Linked DNA regions of Mus musculus: region 2 is linked to region 1. A link is a contact called in public HiChIP or PLAC-seq data. All regions are on one chromosome and are shown on one strand. The core of a region is the stretch at or near the end of the contact, and the rest is flanking DNA. Distances in the headings are between cores, read along the strand shown.

Evidence for each region. HiChIP or PLAC-seq counts read pairs in DNA pulled down with a chosen protein or histone mark.
Region 2: an HNF4G HiChIP or PLAC-seq map of pancreatic cancer cells shows a contact between it and region 1. The contact joins the enhancer-like site here to the promoter of Sgpp2 in region 1. A contact is called at or near these places in 1 of 484 Hi-C or Micro-C datasets (nephron progenitors), 2 of 115 datasets of contacts at active chromatin or transcription factors (embryonic stem cells and pancreatic cancer cells) and 1 of 9 other capture datasets (pancreatic islet).

What each region holds. Positions count from the first base shown.
Region 1 is chr1:78,308,963-78,312,538 of GRCm38.p6, reverse strand. Sgpp2 (sphingosine-1-phosphate phosphatase 2) reads right to left here and starts at 2,193. Exons shown (of 5, transcript NM_001004173.2): 1 at 2,037-2,193. The coding sequence starts at 2,120.
Region 2 is chr1:78,446,588-78,450,270 of GRCm38.p6, reverse strand. All of the region lies in intron 15 of Farsb (phenylalanyl-tRNA synthetase, beta subunit), which reads left to right. Among named protein-coding and RNA genes, the nearest start is that of Farsb, 40 kb to the left of the region's middle. Within about 2 kb of position 1,865, at least 59 of the 459 cell types and tissues checked have an H3K27ac peak or open chromatin away from gene starts, as enhancers often do. A contact at or near this core is called in pancreatic cancer cells, where this site is marked.

The sequences.
Region 1 (3,576 bases), core at 944-3,443:
CAAGAAGCAGGAGAATTCCCAGAACCAGAAAGAGCCCCAAGACAGCAAAGGGCATGTCGAGGAGCTTGCCTTCGAAAGTTGAAGGGTGTCTGCTTTGACAGTACATACCTAAAACCCCAGCCCTTGGGAGGCTCAGGCAGTTTTATCAGTTCAAGGCTAGCCTGGGCTACAGATCCATACAGTTAAAAAACAAACAACAACAAAAAACCCCAAGAAAACAAAAAACAAAAACAAACAAACAAACAAAAAACACTGGAAGGGCTGTTCAGCCACCACCTGGTTTGTAAAAACCAAGGGAGAAAGAAAACAGGGCTGTGGGCAGAGTTATCCCAGTGGCCCCCTTGAAGCCCTGTGAGTTATCTGGGGGCAGGGATGCAATTACTTCTCAGGGGGAACGTTCCATGTGTTTGTTAAGGATTAACCTTTCCACATCTTTTAAAATGAACCTAAAAACAAAAAAAACCTCATGAACCCTTCCCTTATCAAAAGGTCTTGAGTTAATTTTTTTCCTGTTATGGCTACTACAGGGATTTAATATCCTGAACTTTCAGTTTTCTTTTACTTATTTCATGGACTTCAGTAATCCAAGCGCTGGGAACGAGAACCCCACTCCTTGATTCCCCAGACTATCTGGGACTACAAGAAGGAAGAAGCCTTCCCCAGAATGTGCAGGCAAGTAATCAAGGGGATTGTGTAAAAACAATTTAAGAAACATTAGTGGAAAAATTCAGTCCTGAATGAGGAAGAGCAGGTACAGGGGAGACAAGTCGGATAGAGTGCAGCCCCCCACCCCCACCCCCGCGCTGGTCCTGAGCCTAAACAGAGCGCCTGTACAGGAAAACGCTTCCCGTGGGGGTGGGGCATTGGGCTTATGTGCTAGCACCTTTTGAGGCAAGGCTCTGGCAAAGAGAGATGTCTTGAATTAATCTCAAAGCTATCAGCATGCCGTGAAGTAACTATAAAGTGAAAATATTTTGAAGAATTTCTCTAGCTGAGAATACACAACTAGCCTACTGCCACTTTTCAAATGAATTCTGTAATTTGATGCCTCTATTATTCTGTCCTACACAAGCGCCAGGTTCTTAAGTAGTTATCTATATATAAGGACGTGTCACCTTCCAGTCACCAGAATCTCTCAGAAAGAATAAAACACTGAAGAAGGGGGGTGGGGGAGGCGGAGTAGAATTGCTTCTGTCCTGGTTTGTTATTTTCTACTTAAGCCGAGGGAAAGGGCAGCTGCTGGTGGTGCCCAAGGGAGACAAGCTTTCCTAGCTGCCATCTGCCGCCTGCCTGGTCCTTTCAGCCTGGAGGAGTCCCTGTGCACCTCATAACGCAAAGCTGCAGTAGGGTTGTATAACCTTGCTCCGGATGCAAAGCATCTACCGAAAAGGCCGTAAGAGCCAATCATAAAAGACCAACCAGTGCCTCCAAAACTAGGGGGACGTCGGGAGGGAGACAGTGTTGAACTCCCATCTCTGAGGTTAGGTTAGCTGGGGGGCGGGGCTGTGAATTCCCAGAGGAGTCCAGGGCGGGTGTTCAGCAAAGCAAAGCGCGCGACTGGGATGTCTGCACGGAGTAGGAAGGGGGGATGCGGCAGCAACCTAAGGACTTTGAGGAGTTCTCAGGCTGTGTCCCAGGGAAGTGCCAAGGACATCCCCGCTCCTCTTTTCAGTTACGTAACTCTCACACTTTGGGTGGAATCTAACGAACTTACTCACTAAAGTAATTAAAGTAGAAAGTCTTTCCGCGGATGCATGCAAAGGTGGTGTCTGAAAAGAAGTGACTGACTGCCACCTGCAGCGAGAAAGGGTGGCATCGGGTGACTGTTCCCCGCCGTGCCCTTCCTAGGATGGAAGCCGGGTGGCGGCGGTTGGAGCCCTCCAATCCCCATCTAGGAGTCACCCGGAGCCGCAGGTAAGCAGGCGGCCGTCGCCCTCCTCCCCAACGGCAGACACCGAATCCCGGTTGTCGGAGAGATGAGAGACCTCCGGGACCCCTGTCGCCCACTTCGAAAGGCCCTTCTCCCTAGGACTGACCTCCCGCGCTGGGAAGAGCCCGCAGCGGCGCTGGAAGCGCGCCACGAGCTGTGAATCCCGCAGGCTCCGCAGCAGTTCGGCCATGGTGAGCCGTGACCCCGTTCCTCCGACCCGCAGCCACGCGCGTCCGTGTCCTCAGCGTGCGCCCTGGCCTCGCGTTCCGCAGCCCGATGCTCCCAGCGCAGGACGGGCGGGGCGCGGTGCCAGCCAACAGGTGCGCCACCCGGGTCCTAGCGCCCGCCCTACACGCGGGCAAGCCCAGGTGTCCGCCACCACCTTGCACACGTCACCGTCCCCTTCCTAGCCAACCGGGCGGCCCCAGCCCCTTACCTGCCTGCTGGAGAGTGTGCTTGCAACTGCGTGGACGGGTCCACGTGCATGACCTATGCGCCATCCCCACTCCCGCGCATCCTTCCAAGTGCTGCCGGAAGCCTGGACGCTTTGTGACCCTCCTTTCAAATCTGGAGTTCAAGGTGAAACTGGTCGCCACTACACATGTGTCCCCCACATCCCAGCTCCCTGCCCCAACCTTTGCTTGTTTTCTGAAAGACTTAATTCCCAGGGAGTCTGGTTCCTAGGGAGAATTCTCAGTGATTTCTAAACTTCCTGAAATGTTTCCTTCTCACAGGCCAGTCACCTCATTCAAATTTGAGAAAGAATAGCAGAAATGCGGAGAGTCAACCCGGGTGATTTTATGGAAAAATAGAAATCTCTTTCTCTCTCCTACCCGCTGTGTGTGTGTGTGTGTGTGTGTGTGGTCTCTCTCTCTCTCTCTCTCTCTCTCTCTCTCTCTCTCTCTCTCTCTCTCTCTCTCTCTCTCTCTTCCTCTCTTTCTCCCTCCCTCCCACATACCTCCTCCCTTTTGGCCTTGGGAAGACTTTAGACCCAAAGGGAACAAGGTACTGAGCGACTACCAGGCGCCAGCCACTGCTTAGAAGAGCAAAGGAAACGTCCTGCAGATGGTTTTTCCTGAGCTTTCCTAAACCTCCCTTCCGGGTCTCTGAGATCCTAAGATGACCTCTGTACCTCATTGCAGGGAGTGAGAAGCAACAGTTAAACGAGGGCCAGGTGATTGGCCTGCAGCAAAACTATAATCCAATCCTTAGTTGGGAACAGAAGGCTGCGGGGGGGGGGGGGGGGGTTTCCTGGCCGCCCTTTTAAAGCCTGCTATTTGGCGGAATAAAGGACCGTGCATGAACACCTGCCACCACCCTTGCTTATCCAGTTGTCCTTCTAGGCTGGGAAGTCTTCGGTTCCTGATACGTGAAGATGATCTGGTCCCCTCTCATTCCAGTTTTCTGACTCCCTTGTTCCTTAGTCCTATCTGGAGAACATGTCAAGGTCGCTAAGTCAGCAGTGGCTTGTTCAGAGATTCTATTTTCTTTCCTCTTCCAGAGGAAAATGCAGCCCTATGTCATACTCAGTCATGTGTGGCTGAAAAGGCAGTTGCCTCCACCCCTAGTGCTGTAGTGATTTTTGTTTTTAAAGATTTATTTATTTATTTTTATGTGTATGAGCACACCAGAAGTGGGCATCAGAT
Region 2 (3,683 bases), core at 616-3,115, 140 kb before region 1:
TCACCATTTCATATTTTTTGGCATGTAGAATTTCCAATTAATAATTCAAAAAACATGGGTGTAAGGAGACTGACGTTAACAGTTTTTGAAGTAGCATCCTTCTCATATGAGATGGCATCTTAGCTGAGTAAATATATCATTTTTAATATAGAAAGTTATTTTTGTGTGCTTGGTTCCACAAAGTTAAGATCTGCTAACGTGAGTATAATGTGCCTTGTCATGCATCCAGTGCTGTATTTTTTTTTAATAGATAAAAATCCATTCCAGGTTTCTGTTAACAACATAGAAGCCAACCCTCAGGAATATAAATTTCCCCTGGATGCATTGAGCATTTTAGAGATTTCTTTTCACATTTGTTTCTTGGCTTCTCAGCATCATTTTAAAATAAAAGTGTATACTTTGGTGCTGCCATATAAAAGCATTTTAGGAAAGTTTTTGCTGGATTTTTTTTTTTGTTCCTTACAATTGAACATATATTTTTAATATTCTTAAGCTTTCATGAATATGTTTTATTGATTTAGGAATTTTGTTCTTCTGTTTAATTAAAAAAATAAGATCTACAACTTGTCAGACATTCCACATCTAGAATTAATTCACTGCCTGTCCTTGCATATATCTGTGGCCATGTTACACTTCTGTGTGCAGCTACAAAGAAAGTGATAGTTTTGTAGTTTATACAGATGCGGTTACACTTAATCTAACCTATCTGGATGCATACTAGTGATCTCATTTTTAATAGTTGTATAATAGTCTACCATATGGAAAGCAGAGTGAGCATGAATGAATGATGGTCCTGAGACTTTTCCTAAAGTATGTCTTTAAGTGAGTATCATTTTCCCTTGAGCAAATAATTATTTTAGAAATAATTGTCAGTCCCTAGGTATATACATTTAAATATTTGATAATTTAGTAAATTATTTTCTAAACTTTTTAACTGATTTTTTTTCTCTTTTTTGTTTTTGTTTTTGTTTTGACTTTGTTGGTTTTGAGTCAGGTCTTGCTCTGTGATCTTGCCTATCTTCAAACTTACATCCTGCTTACAGGTTCACATGAGCCAACATACCCAGCATATAGTTATGTCTATACATATGTCGTATATGGTACTATATTGCATACATTAATTATACCTATAAAATGGATTTTACTATGCCATTTTCTTTTCTTCCTGTTCTCCTCTTTTTTCTTAAAACAGCTACATCTGGTTTGGTTGGAACTTGTAAACCAGGCTGGCCTCCAGTCTGACTGCCTTTGCCTGGTGCTGGGATTAAGGGCACCCACTGCCTATTGTGCCCTGTGTTTTATTCACACCCTCATGGCCTGTAACCCCGTCACTGCCGCTGATCTCCCCATCTAGTCCCTCCTTCACTTCCATGCCTTTGCTTACTTATTTCACTATACTAATTTATAGTCCTGTAAGGAATACATCAGGATTCTTGGTTCCCTACATTAGCTGTGGTCATTTAGAACATGCTAAAATTCTTTAGGAGGCAGGTCTGCAGCATGAGTTACGGTTTTGTGAGTACCAGTGTTGAAAATGCTGCTGGAAAGGTAGCCATAGATGCACCAGTGAAGTGCTTCATTCTCTGAGTCTGGCCTACTGTGAATCTCCAGCATGAGCACAGTATCAGCCCTTGATTTTTCCAGAAGCTTTTTGTTCTCCCCTTACACTTTTGTTCTGACAGCATCTTTATTTGGCGTCTGGGTACATGTGAGTGTAAGGATGACTCTGTACCCTAGATGATATTATTACCAGAAACCACTAATTCCCCTCTAATCATTGGTGCAACAGGATCTACACTGCCTGGAAGCCGATGGCAAAGCCTAGGATATGAGTCACATGCTCAGCACTGTGTGCCACTCCCTTTTCTTTTCCTTAAACAAACCAAACAAACCCTCATGTGTTGTATTCTTTGAGCTCACAGAACTGCATCTAGCCACCCCTCCTTTGGGTGGTTTAGATCAGCTCTCTCCAGGCAGTACTTTGAAGTCTGTGCAATACATGGATAATTTAGGCTGACATACTTGGCAGGCCCATTTAAGAAGCAGAATTGTTTGATGGCATGACACAAGAGGTCTGTTAACTGAGTTATAAAGAACCAAGGCATTTCCAACAAACCCTAGCCTTGGCATGAAATCTAAATAGTTCTTACTTTGTGGCATGCAGTCTTTACTTCCTGTGATGTAATATGGCCTCTCCTGCAGAAGGCAAGGAGGTGGGAGTTTTAGCATACCTCATCATTTTTCTGTGGGCGATGATGGGAATGGAGAGTGAATGTTTAAACAAAATATGAAGAACCAAATCCAGAGGGGGTGGTACCTCTGGAAAATGTGAAAAACCGTGGGGTAGGGAGGACACCTAAATAATGAGGTTAACACGCAGCCCTCAAAGTATTGCAAAATTAAACCTAGAAGTTAGTTTATTATTTCCCACATAAGTTATAAATATCCTGAAACTTTTCTTAAAAGAAATAAACTTTAATTTTATTTTTTATCTTTTTGAAGAGAAGGGCTCATGTAGCCTAAGATAGCGTTAAACTCACTGTGTCCCCGAGGATGCCCTTGAACATGAGATGCTAGTGCCACCGTGCAGTGCTAAAGCACTCTGTCAACTGACTCTGTTTGCAGCTCTTTTTTAAAGTTTTAACTGTAAATTTTTTTTTGCTATAGTTCCTCAAAGCACATAAATTGCTTTAAAACTTCTGTGGTTTTGGTCTAGATATTTTACTGTTATCAAGAAAGGTTCACTTTAAATAATTTGGAGATTAGGAAAAAGTAGACCAAGGCAAAGATTACCAAACTAAGGCAGCTTCTCATTTGCATTGGTGAGCCCTTGGAATGGCGGCCTTACTGTCGGCCTGTTCTCTCACGGTGAGTGTGGAGCTACAAAGTGGGTTCAGTGCATGCCTGTGTTCAAGTGGAGGCCTTGACACCAACACATGGGGACCACATGGCAGGAGGACCCAGAAGCAAGTCAGCAGTATGAAAGGGCCATTTAGCTCTGTTGCACTTCATTTTCTCCCTTCAGGAGGAGAAAGACTGTGTGTGTGTGTGTGTGTGTGTGTGTGTGTGTGTGTGTGTGTGTGTGTATGTGTGTGTTTACATTTCTGCAGCAGAATTAGGCCTCTCATATTAGTTTACACATATTGTTGGGTTCCCTGGCATTTATACCTGCCTGATTTTAATATTATCCTTAGCCTCACCTTTGATTAGAGAGTTTAGATATCGGAGTTCTTGGTCCTTGGTGGGAACAGTAGCACAGGTGGCAGCGCGGCACTCGTCCCTTAGGCTGCTTTGGAATAGGATCCACTCTGTGCTCCTGGCCTGGCATGGTAGTTGCCTCCCTGTGCTTGCCTCTTTCCAGACTTTAGTTATGTATTGAGAAAATAAGTGTTTAGTTTGTGTCAGTCCACTAGTGTCACTGGGCATTCTCGTGTAAGGAAGACTAGAGTGCCTCAAGCTTAGCATGCAGGAAGTGTTAACTGGTGAAAACCGTTCTTTCTCTGTGTCTATTCAGTCAGGAGTTACTGAGAAGATAATCTTCATAAATTAAAATACTATTGATGGACACAGATTCCAGATTTAAAAAAAAATAATTTATTTCAGTGACTTAAAAAATTTTAAGAATCATAAAAACTTGGGAGAAGTAAAACATCTGTTTTTTTGTACTAAAAATGTTTCAAGAA